Linked DNA regions of Gossypium hirsutum: region 2 is linked to region 1. Evidence: chromatin contacts called from public Hi-C data. All regions are on one chromosome and are shown on one strand. Each heading gives the region's core, a stretch centred on a gene start, on an enhancer-like site or on the middle of the called end of the contact. The rest is flanking DNA. Distances are from core to core; before and after follow the strand shown.

What was found. A called contact is a pair of places that touch in the nucleus more often than the background predicts.
Region 2: a Hi-C map of leaf shows a contact between it and region 1, with 1.7 times the contacts expected there. The contact joins the enhancer-like site here to the promoter of LOC107918853 in region 1. A contact is called at or near these places in 5 of 34 Hi-C or Micro-C datasets (callus and leaf).

What each region holds. Positions count from the first base shown.
Region 1 is chrA13:100,356,050-100,361,405 of Gossypium_hirsutum_v2.1, reverse strand. It overlaps LOC107918853 (protein RGF1 INDUCIBLE TRANSCRIPTION FACTOR 1), which reads left to right and starts at 2,755. Exons shown (of 4, transcript XM_016848433.2): 1 at 2,755-3,019; 2 at 3,124-3,336; 3 at 3,404-3,619; 4 at 4,293-4,785. The coding sequence starts at 2,951. The coding sequence ends at 4,496. It also overlaps the pseudogene LOC107919209.
Region 2 is chrA13:100,413,951-100,419,375 of Gossypium_hirsutum_v2.1, reverse strand. It overlaps the pseudogene LOC121212519. Among protein-coding and RNA genes, the nearest start is that of LOC121212520, 12 kb to the left of the region's middle. Within about 2 kb of position 3,500, at least 8 of the 9 cell types and tissues checked have an H3K27ac peak or open chromatin away from gene starts, as enhancers often do. A contact at or near this core is called in leaf, where this site is marked.

The DNA.
Region 1 (5,356 bases), core at 1,506-4,005:
TGCTATGATTATGTTTATATATGAAATGTTTGATTTAAAGTTATGTTTTTACGGTAATGCTCCATAACCATATTCCAGCAACAGATACAGGTTAGGGGTGTTACAAGTGTAGTAAGGTTGAAACACCTTATTCTAATCAATATCTAATAGATGAAGTGTAAAAAGGTTGAAAAACCTTATTCTAAAATAAAATAAAAGAAGTATAGTTCTATATGGATTTTACTTTTATTTTATTTTACCACTATATTTTATTTTAATAAGGATTCGGGTTACTCAATTCTAACATATATAAATACTGATAACGAGTGCCAACATGAATTATGTGCACTTCTTCACTCCTTATAAAGTATAACCATGTTTTCTTGGTACATGTGTGGAGATTTTAATGAGATTTTGTTAGATATTGAGAAGCATGGGATAGGATTCTAGGATGGTATCTTCGAATTTAAGAAGGCTTTAGATAAGATAGGAGTTTTATTTATCTAAGTGCTAATGAGGGTTCATTTACATAGTTAAATAATAAGGATGCTTAAACTATTGTTAAAGAAAGGTTGGATCGGTTTGTTTCTAATAGGGATTAAGCGAAGATGTCTATGTATTTGAAAACCGAGGTGCTCCCATAAGTAGCTTCTATTCATTGTTCAATTTCTTTTTGGAACTTCAAGGGTTAGGGGCTCGAGAAACGGGGAGCCAAAAAATCCTTTTAAATTTAAGGCATGTTAGCTTATAAAGAAGAACAATGAAACTAATGAGACAAATATGTGTACTATGAAGAATGACCGGCAGTGGATACATAAAGTTGGATGAGGTCTAAAGGTTCAACAAATGAGGAAATCCGAGGATGTGAAGGGATGTATTAAAGATTTTACTAGCCAGGTGGCATCTTTGACGGATAGTCATGAATTGATTGAGGCTAATATCTAATTGCTACGAGAATCCTAGATTAAGCTTAATTGCCTTCTTGACAAGGATGAGATGCACTAAAAATAGAGATCGAGGGAGTTGTGGTTCCTAGATGGGGATAGAAACACTAATTCTTTTCTATGCTCAAGCCAGTAAAAGACATAATTAGAATTGGATCATGATTTTGGAGGATGAACTTGATAATTGGGTAGAAGAAAAGGTATGGGTCTATAACATTATGCTTAACTATTTTAAAAATCTCTTCAAGTCTTAGAATGGTCAAACATCGTAAGATATCATTAAAGTAGTGAATGATTGCATTGTTCATGAGATGAGTAATACCTTCAAATTGAATTCCCTACTATCCAAAAAAAAAATGGATCAACTTTAGGTCCATTAGTCTTTAGTTCATTATAAAATCATCTTTAAAGTTCTATTAGTAGGCTTAAAAATGTCTTACCTATTGCATCAGTCACATCAGAGTGGTGGTGCTTTGTTTTGGGTAAGATGATTACATATAATGTCATTGTTGCTTACAAGTTCATTAACTACTCTACGGGTTCAAAGAATGGTCTGAATAACGGTTTTACGCTGAAATTAAACATGAGTACAACCTACAATAAAGTAAAATGAATTTTCTTTCACAATGTGATTCTCAAGTTTTAAGCAATATTGTCAAAATCAGATTGGATTGTTTAGTTGAACTGATTAGATTGAAAATTAATTAAAGTATCAATTCAAGAAGAAGTATAAAAATTAATTAACTTACAAACCGATACAAACCAGTTGAGCCAAAAAAAAAAGTTAAATTGATTTTTATAATTGTTATAATAGACATCGATAATGACAATAGAACAATCGCAAAGCAATAAGAAAAGAAAAATAAAAACACAGATTTTACGTAAAAACCCTTTCGGGGGAAAATCACAGGCAGAGGAGGAGAAATTCACTAATGTTGAAAACTAAATTATACAAGAAGAGTTTTAACTATATCTATTTAAAGGTTGAAAAACGCTATTCTATTTAATGTCAAATAGAAGAAGTGTAGTTCTATATGTATTCTACTTGTGTGGCATGATTCATGCCGCGAGGGCCTTCGACCCTCACACCCTCGGTCACAATCCCAATCCAATTTTATACTTAATTGGTATCTGTGGCAGGCTTTGGCCTCTCGCCCCCACAAATATTTTTATTTTGCCATTGTATTTATTTTTTCAATAAAAATTTAAGTCACATAAACTTTAACAATAATTTTTTTAATAATTTTTATTTTCAATAATTTATTTATTTAAACCAAACAAAAATCAACAATCTGACTAATTTAACCACTAACCCAATTAAAAATAATACTTGCTTTGTGTATCTATTGTTTCTTATGTTGTCTGATTTTATGTGCGATGATGGAATTGTTTCAGACGACCATAAAGTCTCGGAATAGGCAAACTGGGTTTACGAGACTTAATTCTATTAAAATCAACAAACCAAGTATGACGGCTTTTACACGATTGAGATACATTTGTCCTCACCGCAAAGGTATTTCCTAGAACTGGCAATATTCAAGATGCTTCTAAATTGAAATTATTTGTTTTTTAAATGTAATCATCATAAAAACCCCTAACAATTAGACTCTATCACCATGCACTAGTATTAAAAATACGTCCAACACATGGCCTTTTCAGTCTCCTTGTATTTTGGATGATTCATTACTTTTTCTCTTACATGTCCAAATCTCTCACTTCCAAACGTCTAACGTTGGAAACCACCACACGTCATGGCTTCCAACTTGCCAACTCTCAATCTTTTCTGTCCAAGTAAATAAAATTGAAGAATCTAGTGAACTTCCTTCAAACAAACGCATCTTAAATAAATATTATTTTTTGGGTTTATTGGTTTAGGTTCGGATAGAGATTCGATTGGAAGACTTTTAAGCTTAAGATAAGCGTCTTCCATTACCCCATCCACCACTCACCACTTCAAACTGACCCACTTCTCTTTTTTCTTGAAAAAAAAAAAAAAGTTTTCCTAGAAAATTTCTGTTTAGCTCTAGATGATAAATATCGACCAAGAAGAAACAAGTAGCGTTAGAGAAATCAGACCAAAAAGCAGAAGAATCATGGTTAGGCCGCCAGCCTTGTTGGATATCGATTATCTATTATTGAATAGTATTTGATTGTATACAGAAGCTGATGATGAAATAAATTTGGCTTATGTATAATTTAGGGAGGAGGAGGACCAGATGATGAAGATGATGAGGATGAGGATATGAAGTGGCCGCCATGGCTGAGACCTCTGCTTCAAACAAGCTTTTTTGGTCAATGCAAGCTGCACGCAGATGCTCATAAGAGTGAATGCAACATGTATTGCTTGGAATGCATGAATGGAGCGCTTTGTTCACTTTGCCTTGCTTATCACAAGGACCATAGAACCATTCAGGTATAAATCATTAAAACTTGTATTAATTTGTAAAGGTAAGAGTGAATGAATGTGGAGAATGTTGCAGATAAGGAGATCATCATACCATGATGTGATAAGGGTTTCAGAGATTCAGAAACTGATAGACATAACAGGGATTCAAACATACATAATAAACAGTGCCCGGATAGTGTTCTTGAATGAAAGACCACAGCCTAGGTTGGGCAAAGGTGTTACGAATACCTGCCATGTCTGCCACCGCAGCCTCCTTGATTCCTTCACCTTCTGCTCTCTTGGTTGCAAGGTACCCTTTATTCTTTTTCTTTTCAAAAACAAAATCAATGAACATATAACAGGACAACTTGTGTCCCATCATGTGGTTGCAATGCATTTGTTAATATATGTATACGAATAGGATTTTTATGAATCTTTTTTACCGTATATATTTCCATTCATCTTCTTCCTGCCTTAACATTTTTATGGCTATTGCTAAAAGTCCACATTATCTGATTCTTCTATTTGAGAGTGGTGATGAAAATGGAGCTTGCTTTGTCTATTTCATCAGATATTACAAATATCTGAGGCTATCAAAACTCTCAAATGTCTTTCTAACATGATATTTGAAGTAGATTCGTTATCCATTCCATTTAATAACTTGTTCCATGTTAGTTTTACTAGAAATTGATGAAGCATAGGGTCCAAGTTTCTGGTAAATATAGGTCAAATCATAAATAAAAATAGAATAGATAAATTTGTACATGACCATTTTGTAGTCTTCAAATTTTAATTATTTAATTTAAGCTCTTCCAAACTAAATGTTTGTTTAATTTTGATGTTTAAAATTTTATATCAACCCCTTTTTGTCTTGAGTTTTTTAATTAATTTTTATGTTCATTTTACTATTTAGGACCGAGATGATTATTTTTCCTATAAATAATATTATCTTATTTTCAAAGTTTAAATTCGCGTTAATTTAGGTGGTTGGGACATCGAAGAAGTTGATTAAGAAAGGAAAATTATCCACAGAAATGGAGTACTCTGAAGGTGAGTCGCTAAACATAAGTGTTAGCATTGAGGGTATACAGAGCATACAGCAAAGCTTCACGCCATCGACGCCGCCACCTACGGCCAGGAGGAGGAAGGGAGTACCTCATCGAGCTCCAATGGGAGGCTCATTATAGGATAGTAGTATAAATCATAGTCAAAACTCTTTTTTATAGTACAGTGAAACTTATTGTATATATACATTTTACAGAAAACAGAAAAGATATAGGAAGTAATGTCGACGTCTGAGCCTTTGTGTTTTGAGGCCGGTGTTGGAATCCCAATCACACATACAAGAAAAAAAGGGAAATAGTGAAGATAAATAAGGGGAAAAAAGATTAGATCAAAGTTTGAAGACGAGTAGGTTGATACTGTATTCATATTTGTATATAATTTTTATATTAAGATGAAGCAGAGTTGATAATACTAGAATTTAAATTTAAATTTTTTAAATGGAAGTTATTTAGGGGGTAAACATCTATTTGTTATAATTTAATTTCAATTAAGTGTGTTAAATAATGTTTTAGTGGGAGAAGAGGTTACAAAAATAGTGATTCAAATACTTCACAAGTTATGGGACGATTGGCAATACTATAAATATAATTTTGGCGTTTAATAATGTTATAGAACATGATTTTGTTAATATTTGATTTGTTTTTTTATCTTTTAAGTATGTTTGAATTTTAGAATTTTAAAAAAAATATCAAGAATTAATTTAAACAAAAAAAAGTGACCTAGAAAAATAATAAATGAAAAGACCAATCATAAACTATTGTTGTTCACATATGAGGTATTATGTTTGTAATGAAAAGAATGTGTATTGACTTTTTTTATTTTCCTTAATATCTATTAAAAAAATATATCGATATTGAGTCTTGTTTTTCCTCTCTTTCGTAGCTTGTCATGAAAACTGAATTAAATAACAAAAATATCAGAAATAGATCTTTCCAAGTGCAGGAGTGGAGTCCTAGAAGAAAAGTTCCATTCCAAGCCCTTG
Region 2 (5,425 bases), core at 2,251-4,750, 57 kb before region 1:
TTTGTACCTATATTCTGCATGAGTGTCTTTTTCATACTTGTCAATATGTTTGAAGAGTTGCAGAAAATGAAGAATTCTTTTTGGTAGGATTCAGGTAATAATGATCGTCGAAATATCCATTAAGCATCTTGGGACAAGCTTTGTGTTCCTAAAAGGTACGAAGGTATGAGATTTTGCAATTTGCATTGCTGTAATTTGGCTATGCTTGGAAAGCAAGCGGCGCGTCTTATTATTCATCTAGACACAATATTAATCGGAAATGCTGTAGTTTTAAGTATATGTTTAAGAGTTAGAAATGGAACAAACAATTTTTCAAAACTCCATACGTATTGCAGTGGCATCAGTTTTGTATTCAACTTTATTTGCTCATTTTCCCTTACACCATAAGGGATGTTTAAAGCAATGTCATATAGGAGCTTCACCATTGACACAGATTTGAGCGGATGAATTACAGTAGAAATTAAGATTTGGGTTATGGCCTACTCAGCTGGCTTCCGGCAAGCAATGATGGCGAACTTTATCACCCCTTTCTGGAAACCTTCGATCATCAATGGCATCACCAGTGCACCTTTTATGGTTTTTAATCCTAATCAACCCCATAATTAAGAACCATGGCTGAGAAAGCTAATCATAATTTACTTCTAAGAGGGTGTTTATTTATTTATTTTGATCTCATGATTCTATTAAAGTGTGATTGTTGAAAAAAATATAATATTACCACTTCGTAGCAGCGATGTGAAGCCCTTCCATGTCAATGCTGAACGTATTACTGCTGGCCAAAAGGGTGCTACATTCTCAGTCCAATCTCCTGCCTTTATATCCTGCATTACATCCCAAAGGTGTTACATGATGCAACCATCTTAATTGCATCAAGCACGAACATTAAAAATGCAAGATGAAAAAGAGACACGGATATGATACTAATACATGAATATGTTAAAATTTATTTAAATCTATCAAAATATATGTAAAGATTTATTTAAGTAAAGTGAGGAGATGTTACAATCTAGAAAAATGAGACGTCATGGAGAGATGATGAGAGGAAGATCGGAACAAATTCTGGAAAACAACTGTGATGGTAGGCAGTGGTGATGGACGCAATAAAGGATTGAGAAAGATAAAAGCTATGGTGGTGGTTGTGATTATAGAAAGAAAGTTGCAGAGAAAATTTTATAGAGCTAAGTTCGCTAAAAGATCAAAAAAGTCTCGTAAATGAGACACTCAAACTTTTATTTATAAACCTTGAAAAATGAAATTATGAAAAGAAAGTGCTTTCAAGGAACTTATGAAAAGAAAATGAGTATGAATGTTCTAAAATGGTAGGTAGTAAAATTAAAAGTGGTTACTTGGACAAGAGAAAATGGAAGATAACTTACATAAATTATGGGTATAATGGCAGTTAATGAAAGTTACATTCACTTGAAGTATTTTAACTACTTTTTAATATCAACGCAGCGGTTGTTCATTAAAGAAATAAAGAGAAATCACTTGCATTTTGAAAGAAAGGTTAAGAAGATATCTTTGACAATTTCCACATCAAAACCTTCAATCCATGCTTTACAGGGCATCCCAAAAGTGGAATGACACAAGAATTCTGTCAGCCTTCCAAGATTATTCCCAAAAAATTATGCACAAAGGAAGTTGTTCCCAAAAGTGCTCATGTAAAAACAATATTTCTCAGAACTACTATTGATTGGATAGTTAGTAACCAAAAACAATTATCTACTGTATATAAATATCAATGATGATAATGACAAAAAAGAAAAGATACAAGTAAGACAAAAATAAAAGAATTACATGAATTTTTGTAGCAAAATGAAGGAATAAAATACCTGGAGAGATAGGGACTGAAATAATTTGACATAATCAGAAGTAGAACACCACTCTGGTAAATAGTAAGCATCACATATTCTGTTTAAAAGCTTTTGCTCCCATGGCTGCAAAGACTCTTCAGATGGACCAAGATCCCTATGGCACCATGTCACTACTATTATTGTGCCTCCTGGAGCTGCCACTCGCACCAGCTCTTCAACAAACTGCCAGTTTATTCACAATTTGTAACCCCAAACATAACCAATCTAAGATGATATTATCAGATAATTCAAGCATGGATGCATTCTATTTTCTGTTATTATTTAAAAGAAATCGTGCCAAATGAAACTAAAAAAAAAAAAAGTTACAAACCTTGGGTTTGTCAGGCATGTGTTCTCCGCTTTCCATAGACCAAACAAGATCAAATTGGTCATCAGGGAATGGTTGGTTCAAGGCATCTGCAACTTCAAAACAAACCTGCTAATACGGCTACGTGTTATACTAATAAATAAGTTATTGCATTTGGCTAATGGTAAAAGCCTTTAATGTATGAATACATGCCTGGTCTGCTAGTACTTGAGCATTAGCAAGAGCATTGGCTCTTCCAGCTTGAACAGGGCTCAAAGTAATGCCTTGGCATTTTGCTCCATATTTCCTTGCTAGATACCTAGAACTGCCTCCTATCCCACACCCAACATCAACTATTCTCTTGGGTCTGTTTGCTGGGTCATCTGCAAACCCAATTTCAGATATTTCAATTGAGTCCCGAGGATAAGGAGAAAATAATTAAACACAAACGAACTATTCATCCATTCCAATTAAGGCAACAAAAATCTGGATGTACAACAAAAACTGATCAGTTTCGACCATCTATGACTATTAGGGCCATGTTTGGATGTCAATTTCAATGCTCTATTTTTCTTATTCACGTTTTGCTTACAAATATATTACTAACCTAACCAATCTTTTCCTGCACGGACTTGGAACTTTTGTATCTCCATCCAACATATATCTGAATTCTATGAACAAAAATATATTTTTTAAGCTTAATATTTTTATCTAAATTTTCCTAAATTTCAGACATACAGACGTATAGTCCAGTCAATGAACAGTTATAAGGAGCACCTGTATGATTGGACTTGGCACTACTCTCGTTATCTTCCAACAGAAACTGACACATATTTAAAAATATTTAAGGAAAACTAACCCGATATTCAAGCGAAACGGAGCGATTCTTCGATCATTCGAATCTGAGCGGCACGATGATCTGAACCCGAAACATCGGAACCCGGGTCGTAATATCCATGGTGCATATGGTCACCCCATATGTCTTCCCAAATCCCCGACGACTCATCGTAAAGCTCCGCTATCCCTTCCTGCAACCTGGTGGTGGACGAAGATGACACCGCCGCCTTAACATGCGCGGACAGGGAGCGTCTGTTAGATGGAAACGACCGGGACAAAGAAGGGAAGGAAACGGAAAGTCGTGGCGGAGGTGAGAGTTGGAACGTGCCATGGAAGCAAGTGTGTGTTTGTAAATGTAACGCGGCAGCCATTGATTATGGTAGCAGTCGTCGGTGTGGTTGGGTCAGCGACTGAAATGGCTGCTTTGTTGTAGTAGTGGTGGAAGGGTAAAAAAGGGAAGAACAGTTAAAAGAGTGTGAGGGGGAAATTGCAGAGCAGCGAGGCTTAATGTTTTTGTGGATGTAATTGGAAGATGCGTGCTCTTCTTGTCCCCAAAGTTGCGAATGGATATGGGGAAAGATCTTCGGTTGTAATGAAATTACAACAACCCTTTCACTTTTTATTGAAAAAAAGAACAAACTTCATGCCATTATTATCTGTTGGTCCCATCCATACAATCATTATCATTAATTACAGCTCCAATTTGAAAACCCCTTTTTTAATTTAATAAGTATATTTATTTATTTTTTTTATAAAAAATGAAACTTTAAAAAGCTAAACTCAAATCATTGTGAAGTTGATTATAACTTTAAAGTTAATATTTGATGTATCATCTTGTTAATAATTTTCTTTTGTGTTTTCTGATTTTATATTTAATATTTATTTTAAATTTTTTTTAATATTTTTACTGATGAAGTATGAGACTTTGATGACATTCTCTTATAAAATTTAAACTTGTAGTTTTTATTAAACTACAAACTCATAATTGAGTTGCTTAATTTTCAAATTTTGGTAAATAAAGGCAATTGAAGCAATGTTAACTCATTTTCGACTTGTTTATTTGTTTGGGAATAACTTATATTAGGATATTTTAAAAAAATACAGCCTTTAGGTATTAACGAAATAATGTCACGTCATTAAATTTTAAAGATAACAAAGTATTATTATACATTCATCTATATTTATTGTCTTTTCTAATTTAATTTAACTTTAATTAAATTACTTAAAATAATTAATTTTTTAAATCATAAACAAACATCTTTTCTTCTTTTACAATTTTTAATTATTTTATTTTTTTCAAAAGTTAATATTATTTATTTTTGTGCAACTAATTTTTTTTTTAAATTAGTTTCTAGACAGTGGATTCTTTTCTTATTATATTGCATTGAATCTTTAGTAATAAGAATTGTATAAATTTAAAAAGTTCTATATTATTTTTTTTATTTTTTTATTTAAAAAAATAGAGTTGGAGAGTAGGTTAAATATGAATGAGTGTATAATAATAATTTTATGTCTTTAAATTTAATGACGTGGTAAAATTTTATTGATGCTTACAAACCCTAGATTTTAGGATCATCTTAATATAATTTATTCCCTATCAATTTATGAAAATTTAAATGAATAAGTAAGTCTGTATGATATTGATTACATTAGTAAATATGATTTTAGTTATTAATTGATACAAATAAAATAATATTTTTAATAATTTTATGTATTATTATTATTATTTAACTCTATTGTATAGTTTAAATCAATAAAAAAAACATTGATGGTAGTAATTAGAAAAGAAATGACAAAATAAAACAAAAAAGAACTAACAAAATAAGTTCAAATCAAAATTAGAAAAGAAATGACAAAATGGCCCAAATCGATTTTGGACTAAAGCCCAGAAGGCTATAAAATTAGGCTGACAATGTAAGGCCTAAATCATTGAAAAAGGTTTTTACTTAAATGACTTAAAATTTGGAGAAAATTGTCTACTATATTAAGAAATAAGAGTTGAAGAATCTTCCCTAAATCATAAAAAGATATAGGAAACACCACATAATTTCAATACATTAAATTCACATACTTTACATTTTCTAAGTTTACCCACCTTTCTAGCAAAATACTAAATCATCATGGTGCTTGGGTGTTTGACTACAGCCTTAACGTGGGCAGGACGACAATAATTGTGGGGGTATTTACAATGGGCTACAATTTGCTTGGTCTATGGGGTTTCCATCCATTGCGTTGGAAATGGACAACTTGGCGGCGATCAAGCTCATATGCAATAAAACTATGGTGGAGACAGCAAATGCCATAGATGGAAAGGTGCAGGAAATGTTACGGCGCTGTTGGGAGGTGAAACAGAGTGGCGGATGAGATGGCTAACATTGCTATGTTCCAATAGCTGGGCATTAATATTTTCCATGAACCACCTGATGAA